Regions from separate parts of the Mus musculus genome. Here region 2 is linked to region 1. Evidence: chromatin contacts called from public targeted proximity ligation data. All regions are on one chromosome and are shown on one strand. The core of a region is the stretch at or near the end of the contact, and the rest is flanking DNA. Distances in the headings are between cores, read along the strand shown. Region 1 overlaps Rfx3 (regulatory factor X, 3 (influences HLA class II expression)). Region 2 overlaps Glis3 (GLIS family zinc finger 3).

Evidence for each region.
Region 2: a contact with region 1 is called in a targeted proximity ligation map of pancreatic cancer cells. A contact is called at or near these places in 2 of 130 datasets of targeted methods (embryonic stem cells and pancreatic cancer cells).

The regions. Positions count from the first base shown.
Region 1 is chr19:27,902,815-27,907,934 of GRCm38.p6, forward strand. The region is part of intron 1 of Rfx3 (regulatory factor X, 3 (influences HLA class II expression)); the gene reads right to left. Among named protein-coding and RNA genes, the nearest start is that of Rfx3, 110 kb to the right of the region's middle.
Region 2 is chr19:28,568,116-28,573,235 of GRCm38.p6, forward strand. The region is part of intron 2 of Glis3 (GLIS family zinc finger 3); the gene reads right to left. Among named protein-coding and RNA genes, the nearest start is that of D930032P07Rik, 110 kb to the right of the region's middle.

The DNA of each region.
Region 1 (5,120 bases), core at 792-3,291:
GTCTCCTGACCTCTGACTCATCCGTTATGCATGGGTTTCCACAGTGACACCTCTTACACTACCATCCCCTCCTGCTCTCCACAGAGCTGGCTAAAACTGCGCCAAGATGAGCTTATGTGCCAGTATTTTGTATTAGTGATTGTAACTAATTAATGAAATTATGATGTCCTTCACTTTATAGGTGAGTAACTGGAGGCCTGAAGATGTCGAATCCCATCCCTGGCTCACTAGCACACACACAGGAAACATCAAGGAAAGGGTTGACACTACAGTGAAGTTCATGCTCTCGACTTCACAGGATACATTGGAATCTCTGAGTTTAATAACAAGCAGGGAAAAGGGAAATAGAATAAAAAGAGTGATTTAAGTTTTAGAATGGGGCACTGAAAAAGGTAGAAAATATGTCAACTATTCAACGGGAGTAAACTAAACAAGTAAGGACAAATGCTCGTTTTTAAATGTAAAGCGAGACTGTAGGAGAACCTTTTATTTGTCTTCCAGCTCTGCCTCTGCCACATCCAAACTGGCATCAAAAGCCCAATCTAGTGCATCAAGTGTCAGTCAAACCCAGAATACTTTCTGCTTAGTCCCAGTTTCTATGCTTTTGACCAGCTTTTTAAATTTCATTATATTCATTTTATGTGTTGAAGTGATTCTGCTGCATGTATATATGTGCAACAAATACATGCCTGACTCTTTAGGAGATCCAAAAGACGTTTTCAATCCTTTGGAACTGGAGTTATGGGTGGTTGTGGGCCACCATGTGGGTGCTGGGAACCATCCTCTCCAAGGACAGTCAATGGCGTTAAACCCTGAGCAAGCTCTCCTGACAGACACTGCTTCATTCTGCTCCAGTTTCAACACCTCCATCAGCTCAGAAGAAGAAACTCTCTGCCAGGCTCATCCCATCACTCCCATAAATGGCTATAACTGCAATTAGGTCCATCATTTACAAAGTCCTTTCCTGATTGCAGAAAAAAGTCTAATGCCTTACATACATTTCTAGCTTTATGCTCACAGGAAGCCCATGATGCAGATGGTATCCTTAGCTAACAACTGTGTAAACTGATACATGGGTGGGATTTTTAAAAATTGTTAAAAGACAGGCGGTGGTGACACATGCCTTTAATCCCAGCACTTGGGAGGCAGAGGCAGGCAGATTTCTGAGTTCGAGGCCAGCCTGGTCTACAAAGTGAGTTCCAGGACAGCCAGGGCTATACAGAGAAACCCTGTCTCGAAAAAAAAAAAAAAAATAAATAAATAAATAAATAAATAAATAAAATAAAAATTGTTAAAAGCATGCAGGCAGAAATAGGAAGAATCGGAATTCACTCAACTTCTGTCTGACTTGAAAATCCATGCTCACTGGGTGTCCTGCGATGCAGGCTCAGGTCAGGACAGTTTCTCAACAAAGAGCCTGAGACTGATAGTGAGAAAGGTTTGGGATTCTAATGCAGGTTCTTTTTCCAGAAGCACTTTCCATTCACTAGCTCAGAGGACCTAATCTGATCAGAACAATGACGGTGTACAGCACATCGGGAGAGTACAATCCTCTGAGGAAAGCTTGTTAACAGACTGTTCTAACCTACTGACACACTGTAGCATTCTGGGGACTCCCCTCCATCTGTGCAAAGTGAGAACTCTCTCTCACAGGAGGGCAGTGCCTGAAGCCTGCTACCTTGGGCTATTGCTTCAACCCCCTGAGCAACACTGGGTGCTTATAACCTATTTTCTCTCGTTCACCAGCAGAAGTTTTGGAGGTTTTGTTTACGCCTGGGGGTAATTTGCTTAGTTTTTATCTTTCAGTGCCTGTTAAGTGATATTTGTTTATGGATCACAAAAGCAGTCACATTACTTTGTTTTGATAAATTAAATAACCCCCTGCAGTTTGTCACTGATGTAGCCCACATGTAAATGAGTTGTATACTCTTACAGGAGAGACAAGCACAATTTCTGCCTAGTCATCCTTGCCTAATGTGCCTGTCAGGTGTGTCAGGGGCAGCAGGCGCTTGCTTGACAAAGGACCTTTTTATTCTGGCTAATTAAGCAGTTGGACACACCCGCCTGCTAAGGGTTCTGCTTTGTACAGCCAGCTCTGGATGAGTCATGAGAATCTAAGGCTAAATAGGCCACATTCTGAAAGAAGGCTAATTAGACCCTAGGAGGAGGAAAAGAATATTGCAAAACCCAGCTGCTGAATGTAACAAATTAGCATCTCTTCAACCTGATGGGTAAACCTAGGCAAATCAAGTGTATTTGGAACAACCATGCCTTATTTCAAGTTTTAAGGCATTCAAATGTCCTTTGTGGGGGGGCTTCCTGAAAATTATTTAACACACTCAAATTCACAGTTGGACTCTTTTTATCACATACAATGAACATGCCAAATTAAATAGATTAATAATCTGATCTAGTCAATTGCTTATCAAACAGAACTTTATAAGCCTATAACTGACTGTGTCCATCCATCGATTACTGGGTTCTTCCTTCCTGAAATACTCTCTCTCACACAAAGCAAAGGCTGAGTACTCTGACTGTGATTCCATTAAAATGACTCAGCTTTCTGAATGAAGAATGTGATAAAGATATACAGCTTAATCTTCAAATTGCTTCTTCCTTTTACCTTATAGAAAGACCAAGATGCTAATTCCACTTCCCATTTAAACCAAATAAATCAAAGTTATTATGATAGTATTTTATGGTAAAACAACATGGCAATACTCACATAAACTATAAGAATTTTAGAAGACTGATTCAACGTAAGATCATAGCAATCAATGGTCTGTCATAAGTATAAATTATTAGTTTTAAACTGGAGAAAAAATAGCTTGACAGTATATTTTTACATAAAGAAAACCAATACCATTATAGAGATTCTGAAACATAAAACTTTTATTACTAACACTCAAATCAGGATGAGTTAAACCCCCATTAATTAAAATTATGGGTATGATGGGACTAGAGAGATTGCTCAGTGGGTTAAGAAAATTTAGTGCTCTTTCAGAGGAACAGATTTTGGTTGTCAGCACCCACAATGGTCAGTTCACAACTCTCTGTAACTCCAATCCAATCGATCTGTCAACACCTTTTTCTAGCCTGCCTGCGCTCGCACACACACACACACACACACACACACACAACATACACTCACACAGATAAAGGGATATACTACTTGAATAAAAATTGTAAAGAACACATAGCCCCAGAGGGCATTTTTCCTGAAGCTGTGAAAATTGCCAGCCTGGAGGCTACCACAGTTGCACTTCCGGTGGCTACAGATAGTTATGAAAACCAAGTCTTAGAGAATGGGCGAGAATGATAAAGGATGCACACCCACTGCCCTGAACCCGAGGTGGGACAACGCCATGGGCCCGCCAACGGCCCAAGATAACTGAGAACCAGACCATAGAAAACATGTGTGTGCCTGTGAGTGATAAAGAAGGGCATGAAATAATGTGTGGAACCCCCTAGTTGTAATTGGCCAAATTTAGCTTTAAAACTCTGGTCTGGCATGGCAAAATCGCTCAACTCCCGAAAGCCCAGAGGAGAAGCTTCGGGTTGAGAAATAAATCTGCGTGGATCCCACCGGACACGGACATCCACTGCTTAGACATCAGGGCCTGCACACCCGGCTCAGCTCCTGAGGTTCGGAAGCAAGGAACATGGAGTTGCACCTTTACCTGCATGCTACCACTGGGAGCGAAGGATAAGCCTGCCAGACCGGAAAGGTTAGTGAAAGAGTGTTTGTGTGAACGAAAAAATGAGGGCCTGTTTTACCATTTATTTGCTTTTGCCATTTATGAATAAATAAAAGTAATAGAACCTTTCCCACTGGGATTGATGAATTTGTTTCCACAACGGTTTACAGCCCAAATTGTGACAAAACTTAAAAACTTAAATGGTCTATGTATTCCATTTAATATGCATTAAATAATCACATGATAAAATTTTAAGCCTTAAAATATGTAGAGCTGGTTATTTTACCCACAGAGGTAAGACAGTAAGACTTGATTTTCACTTAGAAAAGTGAAGTTAGTAACTGAAAGAACTATATACTGCGGCCATAGCCCAAGTCTTCTATTTAAAGAATATTTCTAGGGTAAATTTGTACACTGCAAAATGAAATCTTATCCCATCAACAGATAAAGTAGTTGAGGGATAAACAAAGCAAGCCCAGGTCGTTCTGTATGCTAACAGCCCTGGTTTGTACTTTAAGGTTGAAAGCATGATTTTAGAAGGGCGCACAGTAAATCTCTCATGCTCAGCTCATCCTTAGGAAAGCTGAGGAAATGACAATGGCATAGGCTCCTCTACAGCCACACGTCTGTGGTAATCAGTGACAGTGAGTAACGTTGGAGATGATGAATCAGCACACTTGTGGCAAACACCGGTTGCCTGGGTAACTTTTTTCACTTTTCAACAAAGGCTTTCTCTTACTTAATTCTTGCCTTGACTCAGAATAGATTATAAAAGATTGTTTCTTCTTCAAAAATGAAATATGGAAAAAAAATACCATTGACTGTTTTTATCTTAAAAGATTAATTACATAAAAAATAAAATAAAACAAGCCAAAACCACCAAAGCCAAAGCAAGGAAGCACAGCGGAAAATGTTTTGCCACTTGCTTTGTTCCTGGTTATCAAGAGGCCATCATCAGGCACAGTGCCATTCCAGCTTTTTCTCCAACTTACTCTCTTGAATTAAAATTCGGCTGTCTTGCGCAGATGATAGAGGCCAGACAACCACCACAAAGACAGTGTCCAGCTAACAGTGGGGAAAATAAGAAAAGCTAAACAAACTAACTCCCTAAGGATGCCAACTCTATTCTTGACTCTGGAAACAAAATTGTATAATATACAGAGATTCCTACAAAAAATTATGAGACAGAGTAAGATATTCCTTCCCTATTTATTTATCTGATCTTCAGAACAACCTGAATCTATCAAGTAAATAAGAAGTTTTAGAATTGAAAAGCTAACAAGCACTATTTCACCATACTTGGACAAGTTACTATGTTTGTCACCTAAGGAACAGGTGACTTATATATATTTAATTCTAAAGTTGTCCATAAATATCCTAAATTGCCTAAAGGGATTAAATTATTTTAATTGTTAAATAATT
Region 2 (5,120 bases), core at 721-3,220, 670 kb after region 1:
AAGGGCAACCTGTGACACAGCTGAGTGGGAAAGGAATGTTGATTTTCCATTTGCGTTATAAATGTTTCTGATGATCTGCTGCTGAGGTAGAAAGCCATTTTGTAACTTGGCATTCTCAAAGCAATAACATTGCTTTCTATGGCTCTCGGAATTGAATGGTCTGTGTGGAGTCTCCTAGGGCAGTGCAGTCAGATGTACCTGAAGGCTGGATGGATATCTAAAGCCACTCCCCTCCATGCTGCCAAGGATGCTAGCTGTCAGCACTGGGCTCAGCTGGAGCCACAGTGGGAGCACAGGGCCATGGCTCATGACTTGGGCATCTCACAGAATGGTGGCCATTCCAAGAGGTGGAAAGCGGAGCCTTTCATATCAGTTAAGGACCACGCCATTGGGGCTTGAGAGATGGAAGTGGGAAGCAGGAAGTGAGCAGCAGGGCTGGGTGTAAAGCCTTTGCTGTACCAACATTGAGATCTGACCTCAGAGCCCCAGCACCCATCTAAAAACTGGACGCGACCACTGAGAAAGCAGAGACATGTGAGTTTGGGGGACTCACTGAACAGCCAGTGGAGCTAAAACACTGAGTTTCTGATCCCATGAGAAATCCTGTTTCAACAGGTAAAATGAAGAGGGATGGAGAAAGATGTCTAATGTTGTCCTTTGTCCTCCACATATGCAAGTATGGATGAGTATGCTTATACACACACACACACACACACACACACACACACACACACACACACACGAGGGGGGGAGGGGGAGGGGGAGGGGGAGGGGGAGGGGAAGAGGGAGAGGGAGAGGGAGAGGGAGAGGGAGAGGGAGAGGGAGAGGGAGAGGGAGAGGGAGAGGGAGAGGGAGCAAGCCAAGCTCACTTCTGCTTTGTTACTGGCCACACAAGTCTCAAGACCCACCAAGGTTCAGAAGGCAAGACAAACAGACTCTTTTCTTGGCTGTGGAATAGCACAGGGAGTGGGGAGCCATGGCTTCTGGCATCACTGGCAAACACAACCCCAGGAAAATAAAAGGCAAAATATTAAAAGCAAAATACAAAGCAACAAAAACAGAGATGCATTTGAATTTTTATTTCCTTTGCGATACAGTGACAAAATAAACACTATTACTATAAAAAAATATGTTGGCTTAATCAGGGTGACAAACAGAATTAAAAAGCTAACATAAGACTGGGAAATTAAGTAGAATTGTATATAAAAGCAATGAAGAGTTTTTATAAATCAGAACTATCGACAAGAATTTGAGGCTTAAACAGTTCCTAAAAGAAGGACCCAAGAGATGAGACAAAAATAGACAACATTATGCCTGCAGGTTGAGCTGACAGTGTAATGTGTGATATAAACCTATTGGGAAGGAAATTCTTAGCATGATAAAGGGTATTTAGAATATTCATTCGGCTCTGTAATCTATCTTGAAGAAATAAATGAAGGCTTACACCATCACTTAAGTGCTACTTACAATGATATAATTTTAATTTCTAAGAGTCCTTGATTAAATAAGCTGTGACTTCAGTACAATGCACGTGTTGGAAATTCTTCTGAACTTCAATTTTTATTTTTAAAAAGAACACTGAAGTACACACAAATTTATAACACATTATAAGGATAAGGAATATGAAACTTTAATAGAGTAAAATCAAAATGTATACCCACATATCCGCAGTCTAAAACTATTAATGACTCTTATCTCCCTATCTATGATGCACTAACAGGTCACTTTATTTTATTCTATATTCAATATTATAAAAGCTTTTACAGTAAACATGCAGACATTGATTTTTAAGGGGAAAATGCTATTTAAAGAAAAGAAAAACCAATGTAATATAAAGTAAGAGACTAACAAGGTCACATGCTATCGAGTCACTGCCAAAAGATTAAAAGCAAGAGAAGCACAGCCCTGCAGCCGGTGACCTGGGAGTCACTGACCCATCCCATGGCCCGTTCATCAGCAGCCAAGTCACTTTCCCAGGCACCCATCCCAGTCATGGCATAGATTCCTATGCAGTTGTGCAGTGGTAAAGCTGCCAGCTTTCTTCTCCCCAGATCAATAATTCACCCATTTGTTTTCAGTGCTGAGCCTTTTTATTTTGCTTCATTATTGTTGATGATGATTTGGTTTTTTTAGGCAGTCTTGCTACACAGCCCCATCTGACCTGGATTCACCAGGAAGTCCAGCTTGGCCTGGATCTCTCAGTCCCCCTACCTTAACCCCAGTGCCAGGATTATACTCACTTTCTACCATGCCCTGTTTTCAAATACAGTATGTATTGGGGGGGGATTCAAACAACAAGACATCAGCCACTAGCAATCTGTTAACTAAGGTTTCTTGGGCTTGCAGCTCTTAATTAGCTATAATAGCTGCTGTTTCTTCAGAAGGTTCCTCGCCCCTTGCCTTTCAAAGCATGCTGAACAACTTGTGAAAACATCAACTCAGGCTGCTGGGACTCAAGTTTCTGAGCCATGGATGGGGTAGAAGCTAAGCACCTGTGTCCACACGTCCCCAAACAATATGGACTAGCCCTTCTGAAAACCACTATTCCAGATCATTGTTCCCTACTCCTCACATTAGAAATGTATTCTTTTGCTTCTATAATTTTTGTCATGTATATTTTTCCCATATATGGAAGTCAGAAGACAATTTGCTGGAGCCAGTGTGTTCCTTCTGCCACAGGTATTCCAGAGATGAAACTCGGGTCATAAGGCCCGGGCCAGCAAATGCCTTCACCCTCGAGCCATCTCACCAGACTAAGTAGTAGACTACTAGCAATAATAATTGTTAATAACAATAATAATGGATAGCCTAAGTAAACTTCAGAATCTATCACTTCCGTTTAAGATGGAGCAATACATTCAAAAAGCAAGCCCAGCTAGTGTAGGCATGGTATCATACACCAGTAATCTTAGCACTAAAGAAGCTGAGGCAGGAAGATGGCATGTCACAGACCAGCTAGTTTAGTAGACCCTGTTTCAAATGAATAGAGACACAAGCCCAGCATCGTATTTTTAAAATGACCATTTATGCTGTAATTCTCAGCCAGTTTTCTTGATTGACAAGCCTGACATCCTTCAGCAACTATAAAGACGCGCTTCACTCTGGTCCCAGGCGAGGAAATAAATTCTTCTCAACATTCCTAGGGAAGGAGTCCTCCCTCCCCTCCTCTCCTCCCCTCTTTTGTCCTCTCCTCAATCTTTAATGGAGTCTCAGTCCTCCCCAATGAGACCTCTCCTTCCCACGCCTATTCCTCTTTTATTTCTCTCAACATCTTAAGTAGCATATTAGGCCCACCTTGAAAACAAGGTGAACTTGATAGAGTGAGGCATCCTGGGTCATGCCTATATAAGGAGCGTGTGACTGCTGTGTAAGAGGCCTGGATTAGATACAGGGAAATGGGAAGCAAAAAGCCTTCAGCTGAGAAGTGACTGGAACACAGTGGCTTCAGGAGTAAGCAGGTAATATGGCTGAAAAGTAAGTTCAGACCTGAATTTTATGACCATAAAACCTTCAACCCCCCGGGAAATGAGCTGAAATACCTTCTTTTGAGCTTTACTTAGCATCTGTCCGTGTTAAGAAGAGCCCTACACACTGTGGCTGTGGGTCAGCTTCCTTCAGCCTGGACACGCCCATTGTCATCTTGAAGGAAATCTGCTTATCACCACCATGAGACTTTATGAAACCATGCTCCTTAACAAGGGAGCAGAGGCTGAACAAAGCCACAAACCTTCCCTTCAAGACCCTCACAAGGGCCCTCTAGCCATCCTGAGCATGGCAAACATGGCCTTGGTAGGCCTTTCCCTTCCCTGCTATTTCCTAGGCCTTGCCAAAAACCGTTAGATTGAATTCCTAAAGCTAGCTACCAAGGTCGATCCTCTTATTTGGCCACTTCCTGCTGCTTTAGGTTGTTCCTCTCCTCCCCATGTCTAGCTAGCAAAGTACTGAAGTCCAACAATCAAAAGCCACTTTTGGCTTATCCAAATTAACATGCTCAAATAAAATTAAGTATTTCATCCTAACACAGCGTTTCCTCTTTTAACTTTATAAACCACCATTTGCCTGTAGGCCATGTCTATTTGCTCTCTATCGAGAAGCACTCCTTTCCCCACATCTAAGGACAAAACTCCTTCCCTGTCTCCCTTGATCCCTTGCCCTTCTACTCCATCCTCTATCTCCTGTCTTTGTCTCTTATTCCTTGTTTGTTTGGGTTTTTTTGTCCCTCTAGAACAAATAAATCTCGTTTGTGTTGACAACTTGGTCTTGGGGTGTCTGGTGACAAATCCTGGTCCCTTCAGGTCCTCTTCTCCCCAACATTATGCAAGAGGAAACAATTCACAGGAAGCAGGAGCCTCTGGTGGTACAACTCTTTGTCAGCCGCCATACTGTGGATGGGATCCTGCAGCAGTTTAATCGGCTGTACAGTGACAAACTTCCTAATAGCCCACCCTTTGAGTCACCCATGATCACTACTACCTCAATAAACTCTTTTGGTCATCAAAATGGATTGGTACATTGTGGTAGTTTGAATATGTTTCGACCAAGGAGTGGCACTATTAGGAGGTGTGGCCTTGTTGCAGTGGGTGTGGCCTTGTTGCAGTGGGTGTGGCCTTGTTGCAGTGGGTGTGGCCTTGTTGGAAGAAGTGTGTCACTGTGGGGTGGGCTTTGAGACACTTCTCCTAGCCAGATGGGTACTAGTTCTCTCCTGTCTGCCTTTGGAACAAGATGTAGAACTTTTGGCTCCTCCAGTCCTGTGTCTGCCTGGATGCTGCCATGCTCTCACCTTGACAACAATGGACTAAACCTATGAACCTGTAAGCCAGACCTAATAAAATGTTGTCCTTATAAGAGTTACCTTGGCCATATGGTGATATCCTAAAATGCCCTTATCTATGAAAAGGGCCCTGAACGTTTTTGAGAGAGGACAGAAGCAATTTTTTAGGAAAGAGAAATAACAGGATGGAAGTCTACCAAGTATCTGAGACAAACAAGGAGCTGAGCATGGCTCATTGGTTAAGAGTACTTACTGCTCCTATAGAGGACTACTCTAATTCCCAGCGACCACATGGGGTGGCACATCACCATTATCTGTAACTCCAGATCCAGAGGGCATCTGATGCCAC